Linked DNA regions of Mus musculus: all the other regions are linked to region 1. The links are chromatin contacts, called in public Hi-C and HiChIP or PLAC-seq maps. All regions are on one chromosome and are shown on one strand. The core of a region is the stretch at or near the end of the contact, and the rest is flanking DNA. Distances in the headings are between cores, read along the strand shown.

Region 1 (3,749 bases), core at 647-3,146:
TGATTTCATCCCACTCATCAGACCCCCTTACCCTATTTACATTTTTCTCTATTAAACTGTTTTTACTTCTTTACCTGTTCAGTAAATAACCCCTAGGTGCCTGTTTAGGCTGGGTATTTTGTGGGGTTCAGTATAAGAATAAAGCGTTGCCCATCTTTCTGGAGCTGACCCCAGCCATGACCTCCCTGGTTCCCATAATCTCTTCCTTCCCCGCTCTTCTGGTTCACGTTCTCTCACTGGGGACATTGCTCTGCCACACTTTGTTTCTCCTGTCTCTTTCCCTACAGGGGTTTTGGGCACATACATGTCCACCCTGAACAGGGACTACTGGCTTCTCTCCCAAAGCATATTTATGCATATACTCATGTGCATACAAGTGCAAGCATACACACACATAAGCATGAATGCACACAATCAAGCATGCTCATGCAGACATACACATATTCGAATATGTACACACACACACACACACACACACACACACACACTCATGTGCACATACCACCACTCCTACCTGTCTTTCTGGTCTTAGTTGCCTCTTGTTTTACTCTTCAGCTTCAACATTCCTTCCTGAGAGAGAGGGTCCCAAACTTCTTCCAGTCTCCAGTCCCACGTGCCCACCCTTTCTTGTGCATTTGTATAATAGCATCTTGATTTCTCCAAATACCTACTGCCTTGAGGGTCTTTGTCCTTTGTGAGTGTCTTTCTCCCCCACTGGACTGTATACTACCCAACACCGTGAGAATCCAAGCGTCTCGTTCACTTTCAGATCAGCACCCAGCCCCCCGCACAAGCAGATACATGATAAGTGAAGGATTGGGTGGCTATGTGGGTGGAAATACTGTGGGGAGAGAAGTGTGTAGTGGAATACACCTGTGAGGAAGGGGCCTGGCCACCCGGCTGGGGAAAGGACGGTGGCAGGAGCTCTCAGGAGAAATTCACGCTGGTATCAAGGCAGGATAGGAAAAAGCAAAGTATAGAGAAGAAGAAAGAGCAGCCGAGGCAGAACAGTCAAAGTGGGGGCAATGGTCAGAGGCCTGGGGAGCTCTGTTAGCAAGGGTGAGACAGGCACCCAGGAGCAGCAGGACTTGGCAGCCCCAGGGCACTGGCTAGTCCTTTCCTCTCTTCCCGTTCCAATACTCAGTCACCCCCTACCCTGGATACCTTTCATGAGACACTTCCAGAATCTTCGGCTTTAGAGTCCTTAAGGAGACAGGACATTCTATAAAGAGGAGACTTCATCCCCACCTCTCTCCTTTTCTCTCTTGCCCTCCCTCCATCCCCTCCCTTCATCCTTTACCAAACTCACTTCCCTTTCTTGGGCTTCTTCTACATCTCACCAGTTGCAAAGAGTGTTTTCTTCTTACTCTCTTTTAAAAGATGAATAGAGCCCTAAGCTGGAATTGGTCTCTCTGTTCATCCCTGTCTCCATTATCACTACCACTATAACAGTGGCCAGAGAAGCAGATCAGGTCTAGCATGTGGGTCACCAAGGGCAGAAAGGAGGCTCTTGTTAGTTCCCAAAATAGGCACAGATACAGACAGGCCAGGTTAGCTGAGCAGAAAGGTAGAACAAGGCCATGCCCCGAGGGAAGCCTGTCAGATGACTCCCACCTCCTGCTCCCACTGCCTGAAACTGTTTGACAAAGTGTCAGCAGGGCGGTAGTGCCTCCAAGGGTTTGGGCATGGAGAAGGGCCCAAGGCAGGGCTCAGGCCCAAGAAAGGGGCATCTTGACTCTCAAGGTGAGGGCTAGGCAGAGAATGCAGAGCCAGAGGAGCAGAACCTTGCAAACTTTTCACTTTCATGCCAGAAATGTGCCAGGGGGAGCCCTGGTTTTCTCTCTGCAGAGACTTGATGTGTCATCTTCTTACACGAGAAGTGCTGACGTCAGACCAGGGCTTTGCGCTTGCTCAGCAAGCTTTCTGCCACTCAGCTGTACCCCCCAGACAAGGCCTGATGGTTAACTGTTCTGCTTTGCTCTGGCAGGGAGGAGCCTCCAGGGCTCACCCGCTCTGGCAGGAAGGAGAGAGATTTTGCAAAGGGAAGCTGCAGCCCTGTAGTTCCTGGGAACAAAGCATGGTAGGATAGGCCACATTCTCAGGGCCAGACTGGCATAGCGAAGCACTGCAGGCTGACTCCGGTGCCAGGGTCACTGGCTAAGGTTGCTCACCGAAGGATGACAACCCTGGAAGGGAAACTGTAGTCCTGAGGTTGGTGGGGGAACAATTGTGTATGGAAACAATGTCATACATTCATATCTCCCAGAGACTCCATGCAGGAGCTAGCTAGACCCCAGAGGGATCTTGGTGTTTGTGAGCTCTGATGGACTGGAGGGAGTAGATGAAGATAATACCTTGAAGCAAACCCGGGTGTGCAGCCCACAGTTAAGCTCACAGAGCTGCCCTTGCATAGAGGGTTGCTTTGGGTAATTCTTCTGTGGAAAGAGGATGCCCCCCAGGCTACCTGGGCACACAGAACAAAGTGCCAGGGAAAACACGTTTGAATCTGGAGTGGGTGCATTTTTTTTTTTTGGATGAAACAGAAGAAAACAGGAGGAGGAGGGACCCTGGGAAATGCTTTGGGCTTCAGAGGACACATGGGTGTGGGGTCATTTGAGAAGTGAGGACTGAAGACAATGAGGCTAGTGTGACAGAGGCCTGGGAGGAATACAGCCAGGAAGCAGTGTAGGTGGGGAAGATCTGGAAGAAAGGAGGGCCTGTGCCAGGAGGATGTGGGAGAATAAAGGGAGAGAGGGTGACATATGTATGTATGTATGTATGAATGTATTATATATGCATGAATGTACGAATGTATATATGTATACATGCATATATTATGTATGTATATATGTATGTATATATGCATGCATGATGTATGTATGTATGTGTGCATGCATGATATATGTATGTATATATGTATGCATGCATGATATATGTATGTATGTATGTATGCATGCATGATGTATGTATGTATGTATGTAGTGTTAAGTGAGAGATCAAGAGCTTGGGAAGGAGGGTCACAGGGCACCTCAGAGATGTCATCAAGAGGGAGCTTAGCGGAGGGCAGGAGAGACAGTCTCCATCTGCAGAGCTTGTTCTTTGGGAGTCCCGGCTGTGCCCTAAACAGTCCACAAGGCTAGGGCAAGGTCACCACTGCTGAAATATAGGAGGGAGGGTAAAGATTTGTAGGGTGCTTGGGCTAAACCTGGAGTGATGGTGCACGGTGTATTTGTTCATTCAACAAACATTTCCTGCATGTTTACTAGAAATAGAGCAGACAAGACAAAATCCTTGACCTCTCTGGTGTATGTATGTATGTATGTATGTATGTATGTATGTATGTATTTACTACAGTGTTGAGCAGGACTGGAGGTCAAACCCAGGTTCACTTACATGCTAAGCAAACATTACTCCTGAGATTTTTCAAAAGTAAATGGCGCTGGTGGTCAAACCTAGACTGGCATAAGTGCTGGGTCTGAGCTCAGCCTCGCAGCCATCCTTGCCACACTGAAGCCTAGGTTACCCTTTAAGGAGAAAGGATGGACAGCAGCAATGGGATACTTTTTATTCATTTTCAATACACTGCTTGTTTCTCCTCCTTGCCCCGCTCCCCCTCCAACCCCCCCACCCCCTCCAATCAGATCAAAGCTTCTTGGAACCAGGTCTGCTCAGCTCTGATGGCAAAGGACGGAGCCGAAGCACAGTCAGGACTTTTCGTGAGAGGACTATGCAGGGCTCACACACCGCTG
Region 2 (3,749 bases), core at 549-3,048, 430 kb after region 1:
CCAGGAACAGAAGTTGTACAGGTCTTTGTCACAGGAGTGTGACATATTTCATACCACAAAGCTGTGCTGAATTAGTTACGTCTCTGGGTCCTGTATATGGGATTCTTTGTCATTCTCTTCTTGGCTTTTTGTGTTTATTCCTTTTGGTGCAGTACTGGGAATTAATTATGGCCTTCTGTATGCAAGGCACTGGCTCTGCCAATTGAGCTATATCATACCCAGCACTCAAAAATTTGTTATTTTGAGATAAGGTCTCATTAAGTTGTCCTGTGATTTTGAACTCACTATGTAGCCCAGGTTTAATGAACCTCAGTTTTCCAAATACTTACAAGCTGGTGTTGTGGGCATGGGCCACTATGCCTGGCTCCCTCTTCATTTCTAAATACTTAAAAGCTGGTGTTGTGGGCATGGGCCACTATGCCTGGTTCCCTCTTCATTTCTAAAAGATGTATCATTTTTACTTGTAAGGCACATATGTTAAATTTAGATGGAGGATGTAAAATAAATATTGCTATCCATTCTTAAAATAAATATCGCTATCCATTCTAAAAGGTTACTGCTTCTATAATTACATAGGAGTAGAAATGTTCACAATGTTCAAACAAATAATTTAGTAAGCATATTTTTAAAGGCAAGGCCTGTATTAAGAATAATGTAATCTTCGGAGCACTGGCCCAGTCTGTAACTGTGAGTTCCTCTATCGAGAGCAGTAAGTCTCATACACTAATGGCCAGTTTTCTTGTGTTCTCTTGTGGTCCCTGTGTTTGTGCTGCCTTCTAGCCTCCCGGAAGCATTCTGCTAGGCTTCAATTCTTCCTGCCTAGAAGGGTCCACAGAAGCTCTTCAAACAACAGCATTTCCCAGTTCCCTCCTCTCTGTGATGTTTTCAGAGCTCTAGATCCTTCTTAGAGCCTGAACTATGTGATCAAGATTTGTAAGGAAATGTGTAGATTTCATGCAGGATTAATCATAAATGGCTCTCTTGAAATAAAACGATTTTCATGTTATAATGAAAACTCAATAAACTTGTAAAATTATATAGAAACTACTACTGTTTCTATTATATCACGTTCACAGTATTTTAAGATTTGGAAACACTGGTGTTTGGCATACTTCAGGTATCACGATTTATTTTTCATGGAATTATAGAGATTGTATCTACAGCCCCCCAGCACTGTAGGCAAGTTAGGTCCCATCAGAGAACCGTGTACATGCTCAGCCACAGTTGCCTTTAAAATAATTCCATCATCATAGATGATCTCTAGTCACTTACATTGTTTCTTTTTAAGATACTTAGACTAAAAAAACTGTATAAAGTTTCACACTCCCTCCACATCAATGGCAGACAATGTGTTTGCTTTACTCAGATGTACCCCTTCCATTGTATTTGGAGACACAAATTATAGCTTTGCTCAAGCTGTCTTGGGCATTTTACTAATGCTCCAGAATGATTTCTTTTGTAACAGGAAAGACTAAACAGAACTCGATAGTATTTATTTGTTTCTATCCCAAACATAAAATTATTAAACCTTTAATTGTGGGTTTCAAGTTACGTTGGCTTCTGTTGTTGTTTTCAGAGCTGAATGTAGGGATGGAAAAAATCCTTAATAAGAAGTGGGGCAATGGAATAAGTCAGTGAGTTGATTGGTCACAGAGAGCTGACAATGCTTCATTTCTGAAGGCTGTGCGCAGGCTTTGCAGGGCTTCCTGTAACATTCATTAGCTTAGAGGCACAGATGTGGGTCAAGGCTGACTGCTGCTCTAGCAATGACTGCACTTGGAAGTAACTTTCACATCAGGCTCTCCAGGGGTCAGCTCCTGGGGGCTGCACACACAGGAACCACACATGGGAAGAGAGCCTCTCCACGTGACTTACTCTTCTGATATTTAGCTCTATAATATTATTTGCTAACTTGTTATACTCATTTTATTTTAAGTTGTATCTTTTAAGTGTAAAGACTCTATTCATTTTTAATGAATGGCAGGGTTTTGTAATTATTGTCAATCAAATATTTAAGGTAGGCAAAACAAATTGAGTGTTAAGTTTCTCTTTGTCTATGTTGACAAATCCTCTTTTCTTCTTCTTCTTTTGGTTTACTGAGGCAGGGTTTCTCCGTGTAGCCCTTATGAAATTGATTGGAATGACCAGCAATTGCATCAGTTATGAGGTCACTTGACCAGATAATCTTGTTAAGATTCTGTATTTTCGTTTGCCTGTCTTTCCCTCACCCATTCCTCTGTCTTTTGGCCTTGAACTTCAGCTCTGCTTTCTTGCATGCTTTCTCCGTGTGCTGGCAGAGCTCGTCTTTGATGAGTCTTAAACGTGTGCTGCTAAAAAGGTTCCTTCTTACTCTTGGCCGTGCTCCCCAAACTGTTCCTCCCTTACTTGGGTCATCTGCCTACTCTGGACCAATCAGTGTATCCAAGAGAGTAGGGAAGTCTGACTACTCCCGCAGGTAACCCACAGTCTCAATTTCCCTTTATGGGCAAGTCAGGGTTGGGGGTCTGTAAAGGGAAGGGCTCTGTAAGCTTAATAAACCTCAAAACCCTATAGAAACTGCTACTGTGCACAGACCAGTTTGCCAGGTGCAGTATCTGGTGCTGACTTTCCCCAGACCCCCAGCCTTGATTGTTTTCTTTTTAGAGAGAGCTTTACTCTGTTGCAGGCTGTTCTAGAACTCACGGTATAGCCATGTATCTCCAAATTCGTAAGAACCTTCCTGCTTCAGCTGTCTTTGAGTTCTTTCCCTTTGAATGTTAAGTTGAATGTGGTACTATGAAAAGTAAAATTAATATAAAGATTTACTTTAATCCTAGTTAACAACATTTAGGCAACTGCTGGCCTAAATTACATTTTAAGTTGGTTCTGAACAGAATGATAAAGCTACAGTCAAATGCAAATTGGCAGCAGTCATCAAATGCCCCTTGCAAAGTCCTTATGGCCCCAAGTGGGGTGACGGACAGCACAGCATGTTGCTTAGCAACATCTCGCTTCTCCCACTCACCCCCCCCCCCGAACACTCATGTACCCTTTAGTCCTTTAGCACAACAAACTCACTTTGGGATTTCATTTTTCATATGATGTGAAAGTCTGCTTGCATGTTAACTTTGCTTTCTCACTAAAATTAAAGGGCAACACTTGGTAATAAGTCAGAGATCCCACTCCTTTATGACATAGTCCCCCTCCCCTTTTATGGTTTAACTATGATCTTTTGAAAATACCAAGCCAATGCACTTTTGTAGAACGTCAGAACATATCTGTATTGAGCCTTTAAGACTTCAGGTTGATAAATATCCATTCAGCACGGCTTCTCTGATTTCTAAACTGCAAGCCAATCTATATATTTATTTAGTGCGTAGGCTACGGTTTCTATGCTTTCTTTCAGATAGGAGCAGGTTTCTCTTTAGGCGAAATCATTATTACATATAATTAGGAATGCAAGGAAAAATACAAACCAGAATGACCCTACTAACTTGGCAGCTGTGCGTATCAGACTTCGGGAAGCTGCTCTTGCATTCTCTGACTTGGTCTTGGAAAGCTTCTCTCAGAGGAGAGCCTTTTCAAAGACTGAAGAAACGAGGTAGAGGATTCATTTCATTGCCATGTCAAAGCCAAGTCAGAGTAGAGACTGTGGAGGAAGTGAGGCGCCTCAAATCTCCTGGTTCCCTTAATAGCCTCATAGCCAGCTAACCTTTTTCTCAGGAAAGTGTTCCTCAAAAGAGGATGTTGGAATCTGGCTGTGATGCTTT
Region 3 (3,749 bases), core at 408-2,907, 320 kb after region 1:
AAGGGAAAACCCTTAGTCCCAGCAACTGGAGAGAGTCAGGTGGATCTCTGAGTTTAAGGACAGCCTGGTCTATATTACGAGTTCCAGGCCAGCCATGTTTATAGTGAGACTGTCTCAAACAAACATAAAAGTAAATGGGAAAGGACCAATAATGCCTGAAATTCTAACTGATGTTACATGATTCGTTTACAAATGACGCTCACCATTATCAGAACAATCAAGTGGAGAGGCTCCTGAGGTATTTTGTCTTGATGGTTATGTTTGCAGACTGGGCAAACACTTCTGCAGAGTGCTACAGGACAGATTCCTGGGGCAGGGTTAAGTGGGTGACTAGATGAGCTTTTAAGTGTCACTTCTAAAATTCCCAATCTACAGCACGTGGAAAAGGAGAAAACATTCGGCCTCGCGACTAAACGATCTGTTTCGAATCCCAGTGAGCGTACATACTCGAAACTTGTCCCTCCTCTCCCGCTACAGAGATTCCCGGAGATTTTCGCAAACAAAGGCACGGAAAATATGCACAGGTGGGATAAAAAGGGGAGTGGCAGAGGCCAGGCGGCGCTCGCTCGAGACAGCGCCCCCACGCCGCCAATTTTCCCGGCCGCACCTGAGAAATCACTGCCATGCACACCTCCACCCTCAGGTGACGGCGTCCGGAGCGAATTCCTCGACCTATAACCCTCCGCCTGCACCTTGGTCGGACATTGGGTATTGTCTGCAGCCTCCAGCGCCCAGGAAAGGCACGGAAGAAAGAGAGAGAGAGAGAAAAAAGAGAGAGACAGACACACACACACATACACACACGAGAGAGAGAGAGAGAGAAAGAGAGAGAGAGAGAGAGAGAGAGAGAGAGAGAGAGAGGAGAGAGAATAAAGAACGAGAGGGAAATCAAGCGATCGGCAAGCCGCGCGCTCCTTTCGCCAAAATGAGCGTCCCTTCCTCGATCCCACTACCTAATTCGGGTCACAAAAGCAGACCCGCCAGCCCAGAGAGGCTGCAACCGGAGCTGGCCGGCGCGGAGTCGCGGGCGCCCTAGGTCCCGAGCAAGGAGGCAGCAAGAGAGGGAAATGGGCGTGTGGGTTGGGCCTGGCTGGCCCCAGGCCGGGCTGGGAACAAAGCCGCCCGGCTCCCCCTACCTGGAGCTGGGGCGTCGCCCAGGCGCGCGGCGCGGGGATCCGAGCGGCGCCCCTTCGGGACAATGGCTCCCTCCCCCGCCGTCGGGCGCGCGGTACAAAGGCGCGGCGCCCGGCCGGGCACCCGTCCGCAAAGTCAGGCAGAGGCTGGAGAGGGGACGGCAGCGGCCGTCCAGGGCTGCGGCCCGGGCCCCTCGGAGGGAGCCCCAGGCAGCCGCCCCGTCGCCTCCCCGCCCGCAGCCGAGCGGGCTCTCGCGGCACAAAGAGGCGCCGGAGTCCGCGGCGCGCCAAGCCCGGGGCTCCCGCCGACGGCGCGAGCCGCTCTGCTCCCCACACTCACCCACAGCTCGGTGCCCCAGCTCATGGCGGAACCTGAGGCGACTGGCGCCGGCCGGCTGCTCCCGCTGTCCTCTCTCGTCCCGACTTTCCCCTCCTCAGCGTCTGCCTCGAAAGCTGCCGCCACCACCACCGGGTTCCCCAGTGAGTGAGAGAGACACGACTGAAGCGAGCCGCCGCCGCGTCCCCGCCTCCCGGCAGCGGGGAGGGAGGGAGGGAAGGAGGGAGGGAGGGGGCCGGGGCCGAGGGGAGGCGGGACGGCGGGGAGGGGGCGGGCCGCGGTGCACCCTGGGATCGGGGCGGGCCCGCACTCGCGCGCGCGGGGGCCGGCGGGGGTCTCCTCCGAACAGCTCGCCCGGGGCGGGGATCCTCGGACCCTCGGCGGCGTCCGCTCCGGCCTCCGGGCTCAGCAAAAGCCGCACTCAGACTCCCGCTCCAAGATGGAGAGCCAGGGAGGACGCCCACGGTCCCTGCCTTGCTCGGAGACCCCCCCCCTCAAAGGAGGCGACCCCACACGTCAGCGTTCTTTGCGGAGCCCTGACAAAGAAACCACGTCCAGACGTTGGAGCAGAGGGGTGTGTGCGTGTGTTTAGTTAAAAAAAATCTGCCTTCGTAAGGTAACTTCTCCGTCCAGGCTTGGCGCTTCAGCCTGGGATCCCCGGGAACCACAGACCTGTAGAGGTCAAACGTCCAATGTGAATGCAACGTGTCACACGACGTGTCTGGTTTTTGTTTTTGTTTTTAATAAAGCATTTTGATTTTATTGTAAGTTCTTTCGGGAAACCTTTTTTTCTTTTTTTTAAGAGGCAAGCGATCCCGTAATCTTTTGGGGACGTTGCCATGGTAAAAGATAAGACTTGGTGGAAAGCGAACCCGACTGACACCTGCAGGAGGTGAGACGCTGCTGAGCTTGCCTGAATTCTAGGCTCGTGGCTACCTCCAGGGACCGGTCTCTCCCTCCTCACAGCCCTTCAACAACCTGTTCAGAGCCTGAGGCGTCTCTTGCCTCCGATAGGAATCTTGGCTGCAGACGACCTCTTGCTTTTAGCTGTGCTGAGTTATTTCCCAGCCTGCCTCCACTGGCAGTCAGCAAGTTTGGCTGGTGCTACTAGATACCGCGTACAGTCTGCTCACTAACTCCCCAGCATATGCTTTAGTATTAATTGCTTGTCGCTTAAAACACACACATTTTCACTCTAGAACCAGTAGAGTACTCTTCAGTGAGTCATGACAACTGAATGCTTCAAGGTCCCCCCACCAACGGACGTCTTATCAGCCTTGAAACTCCTCCCTACGGGACCGGGACCGGGACCAACACAGGTGTTCCAGCTTCTTCCGCCCCAGCCTTCCTGTTTACCTAGTTCTGCTCCCCATTGAAGTCCAGGCAAATAGCCAGAGCTCTCCAGGCAGTCTAACCACCACTCACCAAATTCTTTGCTATCCTTTTCTGAGGTAGGCTGAGCAAATGAATACTCTCTTCTAATTAGGTTAAGGCCGGTCTTTTTTTTTTTTTTTTTTTTTTTTAATGTTCTTTGAAAGTCGCTGAAGCCAAGTGTGATGACGCACACCTGTAATTTTAGTGCTCCGGAGGGGAGAGGCGTAACTACAGGAGTCAGAGGCTAGCCTGGGTTACAGAGTGTGCAGTGGTTGGAGGGTGGGGGTGGGGTGTTGGTAAGAGAGAATATCTTCCTAAGAAATAACTTCTTTCCACCATTTTTCTGGATTTCTCTATTTCAAAAAGGCCTGTCTCTGTCAAAGTATGTCTTCTAACAGTCACCTCTCCGGTCTCACTCTCACTCTCTAGATAGTATGAAGTTACTGTAGCAATGTCTCCTTTAGAGCTATTCCAGTTCTAAGATGTAACTTACCTACGCTCTGCCGTGGAAGCTAAGAAAGACCTAAGGACCATAATTCAAACCAAAATTACACCTCTAAGAGGCAGAGAGCAGGTGAATCTCTGAGTTCAAGACAACCTGGTCTACATGTGGAGTTCCAGGATAGCCAGGGCTACATAGACCGTGTCTCAAAAAAAAAAGTAAAATAAGCTATTAGTCATATTAACACTATACTATCAACATAATTCCCCAATAAAGCATAAAGTTTTGTCTTCAAGCTGAGCCATTTTCCTTTCCCTAAAACTTCTGAATAGGACTTCACAATTTAAACAACTCACTGCCTTAAAAGTAAAAGCAGATTTTGAGCTGAGGTTATGGGTAAAGCACTTGCCCAGCGTGGATGAGACCTTGCTTAGAGTTCAATTTTCAGGTCTGGAAAAAACAA

Evidence for each region. A called contact is a pair of places that touch in the nucleus more often than the background predicts. HiChIP or PLAC-seq counts read pairs in DNA pulled down with a chosen protein or histone mark.
Region 2: a contact with region 1 is called in a Hi-C map of the N1E-115 cell line, with 4 times the contacts expected there. The contact joins two enhancer-like sites. A contact is called at or near these places in 3 of 39 promoter capture datasets (embryonic stem cells, hippocampal neurons and liver), 20 of 484 Hi-C or Micro-C datasets (B cells, the C2C12 cell line, the HL-1 cell line and 11 more), 8 of 115 datasets of contacts at active chromatin or transcription factors (astrocytes, embryonic forebrain, embryonic stem cells and 3 more) and 3 of 9 other capture datasets (embryonic stem cells, liver and macrophages).
Region 3: an H3K4me3 HiChIP or PLAC-seq map of forebrain shows a contact between it and region 1, with 7 times the contacts expected there. The contact joins the promoter of Fnbp1l here to the enhancer-like site in region 1. A contact is called at or near these places in 10 of 39 promoter capture datasets (the 3T3-L1 cell line, 3T3-L1-derived adipocytes, the C10 cell line and 7 more), 3 of 15 datasets of contacts at CTCF or cohesin (the NIH/3T3 cell line, embryonic stem cells and stem cell-derived epiblast-like cells), 57 of 484 Hi-C or Micro-C datasets (3T3-L1-derived adipocytes, CD4 T cells, the CH12 cell line and 32 more), 51 of 115 datasets of contacts at active chromatin or transcription factors (the 230-238 cell line, DN3 thymocytes, the NIH/3T3 cell line and 32 more) and 4 of 9 other capture datasets (adipose tissue, liver, macrophages and 1 more).

What each region holds. Positions count from the first base shown.
Region 1 is chr3:122,299,590-122,303,338 of GRCm38.p6, forward strand. It overlaps Gm40190. Among named protein-coding and RNA genes, the nearest start is that of Mir760, 7.8 kb to the left of the region's middle. Within about 2 kb of position 1,897, at least 103 of the 459 cell types and tissues checked have an H3K27ac peak or open chromatin away from gene starts, as enhancers often do. A contact at or near this core is called in DN3 thymocytes, ECoMG myeloid progenitors, the N1E-115 cell line and 15 more, where this site is marked.
Region 2 is chr3:122,732,288-122,736,036 of GRCm38.p6, forward strand. All of the region lies in intron 1 of Pde5a (phosphodiesterase 5A, cGMP-specific), which reads left to right. Among named protein-coding and RNA genes, the nearest start is that of Pde5a, 5.0 kb to the left of the region's middle. Within about 2 kb of position 1,799, at least 7 of the 459 cell types and tissues checked have an H3K27ac peak or open chromatin away from gene starts, as enhancers often do. A contact at or near this core is called in the N1E-115 cell line, where this site is marked.
Region 3 is chr3:122,618,057-122,621,805 of GRCm38.p6, forward strand. It overlaps Fnbp1l (formin binding protein 1-like), which reads right to left and starts at 1,658. Exons shown (of 14, transcript NM_153118.3): 1 at 1,474-1,658. The coding sequence starts at 1,497.